Regions from separate parts of the Rattus norvegicus genome. Here region 1 is linked to region 2. A link is a contact called in public Hi-C data. All regions are on one chromosome and are shown on one strand. Each heading gives the region's core, a stretch centred on a gene start, on an enhancer-like site or on the middle of the called end of the contact. The rest is flanking DNA. Distances are from core to core; before and after follow the strand shown. Region 1 has its middle 32 kb from the start of Itprid2. Region 2 overlaps LOC102553121 (a long non-coding RNA gene).

Evidence for each region. A called contact is a pair of places that touch in the nucleus more often than the background predicts.
Region 1: a Hi-C map of Schwann cells shows a contact between it and region 2, with 2.5 times the contacts expected there. The contact joins two enhancer-like sites. A contact is called at or near these places in 3 of 12 Hi-C or Micro-C datasets (Schwann cells, liver and mammary epithelial cells).

Annotation. Positions count from the first base shown.
Region 1 is chr3:84,909,833-84,912,532 of GRCr8, reverse strand. No RefSeq gene overlaps it. Among named protein-coding and RNA genes, the nearest start is that of Itprid2, 32 kb to the left of the region's middle. Within about 2 kb of position 1,317, at least 5 of the 93 cell types and tissues checked have an H3K27ac peak or open chromatin away from gene starts, as enhancers often do. A contact at or near this core is called in Schwann cells, where this site is marked.
Region 2 is chr3:84,823,130-84,825,829 of GRCr8, reverse strand. The region is part of intron 2 of LOC102553121 (a long non-coding RNA gene); the gene reads right to left. Among named protein-coding and RNA genes, the nearest start is that of Neurod1, 54 kb to the right of the region's middle. Within about 2 kb of position 1,294, at least 11 of the 93 cell types and tissues checked have an H3K27ac peak or open chromatin away from gene starts, as enhancers often do. A contact at or near this core is called in Schwann cells, where this site is marked.

The DNA.
Region 1 (2,700 bases), core at 68-2,567, 87 kb before region 2:
TGCAGCCCCACCTTCCCTACTTGGCACAGCTTAAGCTGGTAACTCCCTTTTGACACTAGTATTTCAGCAACATTTAAAGGAAAGGGCCATTAGCACTCAAAACAATGCTTTCTGGGTTTGTCTTCAAGTAAATTCTATACCTCATTCCAGGGTAGATAAAACTAAAGGGAAAAAAAAAACCTCATATAGGAATAACACATCTTTACTTTTCTTCCCAATCATCTTTTCTTTTTCTTAATCCACACAAAACTTATGTTAATTTTTTTAAACACACGAAATGAAAAACACCCAAATAGAAATAAAGTTGAACCCCTCCTGGGATCATTACAATATTTATGTGGAACATTTTCAGCCACAGTCATAATACTTCCATGCCTATTTATTTGAGAATTAGCTACAGGCAACCAAGGGACACACTTACAATGCTATGTGGGAAAATATGGCATAATAAATATTAAGCAACAGAAAATAGTGGGTGCTTTGTTTTCTGTGGCACTAGGGGTTAACCCCAGGGCCTTGCACATTCCCAGCGAGCACATTAGCACCAAACAATACCTTTAGCCTGTTTTTATTTTAATTCAGAGAGAGTTTTGCTATGTTGCACAGACTGGCCTCAAACTTGTAACCCTCCTGCATCGGTCTCTGATGTGCACAGCTACAACAGGCTAAGAAAATCATCTTAGTGCTAGTCCAAGGCAGGAAGAGCTATTTACCCTCATTAGTGAACACAGTGGATATGTGTGATGAAAGCCAGGCATCCCATAACCATCATGGTACCTTAATGGTCTTTGCTTTATAGACAGGCTCTCACTATGAGGACCAGGTCTCCCTCAAACACGTGATCCTCCAGTCTCAGCCTCAAGTTGTTTAAATTGTTTTACTATGTACATGCCTTCATTACACATTTCTTCGCCATCCATCCCTCTTGGAAATGGTTAAGCTAACGGATACCTGCCTCATTTACTCCAGTACAGCGAGCAAATGTCTGTGAACCTCGGGAATACCTGACAACCAAGAAGAAGGGAGGCATTCTGGAATATCCTAATTCTAAATATGGAGGGTACTCTATCATCTTGCTTTCATACATCACTAGACAACTACAAAAGCAGTGTGAATGAGAGACTGCAAACATGAGAGAAACTGGCTATAGTTCCAGATACTGCTTCAGAAAAATAAGACTCTTTACAAAAATCAAAGTATAAAACGGCCTGTATCTCCAGAGCAAGCAGACATTCTTAAATGTTAGCATTCAGTAGGATCATAGAACATGGGCAACAGCCTCTGATTTTCTGACGTTAACCCATAGTGAGTCATTAAATTGCCAGAGCCGTATATGGCATAAAGGAGGAGCTGACCGCAGTGCACACACCCAATGTGTCATAACTGATGATGCTCAAAGTACACGTTCATGAGCCATCTGGATTCCTTAGCATAGAGTTCTCTGAAATTAAATCATCCCAGTGGCAATGTTTACTACATTCCTTATGTCAAAATATAAACCTAGTTATCATAAATCTGATTATCCTTAATTATTCAAACCACTAAATCCCTGGTAAAAATTCTGAGCCATGATATGCTCTGCAGATTATGGTCTGGGGGGGGGGGAGATATACATTTGAGAAAAAGTGTGTTCAGTTGGACCAAAGTGGTACCATCAGAAATTACACTCCTGTAAATGCGCAAAAGTTCAAGGGAGCAATGGGGGATGGGGCGGGGAGGGGGAGGACACAGTTGATGAAGCTCTTGCTATTTAAGCATGAAGATCTAGGTTTTGATCCCCAGAACGCACGTAAAAAAGATGGGTATGGTAGCACTCACCTGTGATCTTAGTGATGGGAGGCAGAAGCAGAAGAGTGAGGGGGCCAGCGACTTTGAAACCACTGTGGAAAGTAAGCGTCATAATTCCATTCGTATGAAGAACATAGAACAGGGGAATCTGTAGGGCAGGAAATTGATAGTATACAATTGCAAAGCAGCGTCAGTTTAGTTTTAAAAGCCATGCTGCAATGTATACTTTAACTTGATATACTCTTTGACATGTAAATAATATTTTATATGACCTTTAAAAAATAAATCACAGTTGGGTGCCAAAAATACTTCTTCCGTTCCACATAATAGAGTTACAGAGGAGAGCGTGAGGCCTCCTGAGGGGTCCCCGTTGTACAAAGGCGATAGAATGCTTCTTCCCTCTGAGACCGTTTCGATTCTGACTGCTTGCACTCTCACTCCCTCGTCACTGTGGAGTCTGAAAGTCATTTTATTTCCTGGGCTATCCTGTAGAATCAGTCATGGAGGGCCTTAGCCAAAATAGGCACACCGTACGTGGAATTGCACACACAGTACATTAACTTCTTAACCTTCATATGAATAAGCTTATGAACTTAGCCAGGCATTTCACTGAGGCCCTGAAGGAATGAAGTGTTAATTAAAATTTAAGGGAGGAGAAAAAGATTTGGTACTTGGCATGTCGTCTGATGCAGTGATTTGTAGAAGTAAAACCTGAGAAACAGACACAAATGTGAAATGGTCCCACAGGCTGCCTACCTTTGGGCGGTCATAATTTACCTGCCTTGCTCACCCCCGCCCCCTTCTCCTCCATGGGAATCAACATTAGCCACCCAGGCTACAGGTAGTTATACAGTTTTACCCTCTTGTTCTTTATGCTTTAGTATGCAAGCAGTAAGTCTAGGATTATAAGTC
Region 2 (2,700 bases), core at 45-2,544:
CCTTACTTTCTTTATAGCAACTTAACAATCCTTTAGAGCACGTATCTGTCTACAATGTAAACTGCACACACACAAAAAAAGACTTCTTGTTCACTGCTGTCTTGTCAGGGTGTGAGATGCTACCTGGTATACAGCATATATTCAATTTTAACAAGTAAATGCTGCCACAGTGTACAATATTCAGAAGCAATATGAACAAGACTGTCCCACATGTGATCAACCTGCCATTACAAAATAATAGGGAGAGGGTAAATTATTCATCAAAGACATTGTTTCCTTTAGAGGAGTCCCCCTCTCTTCAATCTGCCTATCAATGAAAGATTTATTCTAATATATCTCCCTATAGTTGTTCTTAGACTATCAAGAAGATGCATTGTAGAAAAGAAATTATCATCCTGATAAATTTTTAAAAAAGATTTCTTGTAGAAAAGAGATTATTATCCCGATAAACTTAAAAAAAAAAAAAACAACAACAACCAAAAACCCAATTTCTTCTTTGCATCATACCAAGAAATCAACTCCAAGTGGATTAAAGCCTTAAAGATGAAAATTTAATCTTAAGATAAAGATAATCTTTAGTCCTTCAGATAAAGAGAGCTTTCTTAAGACAAGAAAGAAATAACACACATCACGAAGGAGTGGTGGATACAACAAAATGGCAAGGGTCTCATGGGAGCTGAGAAAGAAGCCCAGTAGTGGAGTCCCGACTGGCTCTCATGTCAGCCTGGATTGGATCCTGAGTACCACAAGGGAAAATGAAAAGCAAAGCCAAAAATGTGCTCATTCACAATATATGCCACAAAAGAGGGAGAAACAGTAGCACACTGGCAAAAGCTACAACTGTGGAACAGAGGGTTAGAACCTAGCACATCTATGGAAAATCTTTAAATCAAGAAAAAAGACAAGTAACCAACAGGAAAGTGTGTGTCTCTGTGTGTGTGTGGTGGTGGTGGGTGGGAGTTAAGTAGCCTCACTGGAGATCAAAAACATGCAATTTAAGCCACAATTAAATACCGTTTTTGTTCTTCAGTTTTGGCAAGACTTTTAAAGGTTGGGAAATGGGAAGTGCTGGCAGGGTTGAGCAGTCACGCTCTCACCCTCTGCCTGCAGCGGGGTGATTGTAAAGTGGCTATGGAACAACCGCCCTTGGCCACAGCAATTCGTTCTTAGGTAGAGATTCTGGAATGGCTGCAGCGAATGTGCATCTGGAGACATGTACAAGGTTAGAGGAGCTTTGCCCACACCAGTGACGTGCTGGAAAGATGCCGATGTGCATCAGTCATGCAGTAGATGCGTAAATCTCACCAGATATACCAATGTCTCGGCGCAGAGATGACTCACAGGGCACGAGTCCACGCAGAGGAACCTAGAGATGCCATGGGGAGGAGGGAAGCCAATCACAGAGAACAGCATGTGAAACCACTTATGTGCAGTTCAGATCCAGGCAAATCTGAACTGTAATTTCTCTAGAGATGCAGAGAAGCAATCAGGGAAGGCAACGGACTGTTGAAAGCAAATGAATGAAAGAACTCAGCAGTTAATCTCATTGTTTCCCCTGGCTATGGGAGTTCTTGTGCCATAGGGACAACTTTTACATTTATTTGTGGCTGAGAGCCAACCAACCCTTTTGTGTGTGAACACTTAAAAAAAATCAAAGTTCACATTCTCTTCTTGGGTAGTAGAAATTCCCACTCTCATAACAAATACGTACAAACAATAATGACAAGTTTCAAAGTGTGATTAATTTAAAAAGTGATTTAGTTTCCTTTCTTTTGCAATCGGCAAGGCCTCTTCCACAGTGTGGCAAATGCTGCACTCATTCCTTACAACTAAACTTTCCAACTAGGGTAGGAGTTGTTCCTTCTAGTTGTGTTGACTCAATCAATTCATGGTCCTGTTGTTTAGAGTTCAAAATTACTTCTCTCCCCCTCAATGTTGTAATTGTGTAACATTTGCTCATAAAGGAAATTGATGTGATCATGTCTGGCTTAGCAGGAAATTAAGCAGATAAGTAGTTAGACCATTCATTCTACTCAAGCTTTAGTGGAACAGGCACTCAGTACTGTCTGCTGTGTCCTCATTCACTCTATTGTCTATAGGTTCTGGATTTCACATTAATACCTTCTAATTAAAGAGAGCATTTCACTATGGAACCCGGGCTGACCTCAAGGTCTCCATCCACCTGCCTCAAATCTCGCAAATGCTGGAATTATTTAATGTAACTATCATAAATTATGTTCCTATCTTCAAATATTTAAGACACTAAAATAATTGTTACAGCACTTTAATAATAAAAACATGTTTTACAAAGTTTGGAATAGAAACTTGAAAGCTTTCACTGAGTTGATGATACTAAATAACTATAGCCAGGAGCTTTCAAATGGTAACAATAATAACCAAAAGCATAAACTGTATGTATTCAGAACTACAAACCTGTAGTCACAGGATAAACTCATAGTCATCATAGAAAGATACATCTTCTTTCCTGTCTTTAACTCAGTAAAGTCATTATTGAAACTGTAACATCCAGGGCTTACAACGCTTCTGCCTTAAGTTGTGTAACAGTGTAGTTGGGTCATTCATACCTCAGTGGATATTAATATAAATGTACATCACTATTCTAACCTGTTGTGTCCTCTACCTTAGTGTGTACTTACTATGTGCGAGCTTGGGGAATTGAGAGTGTTACTCTGGTTGTAC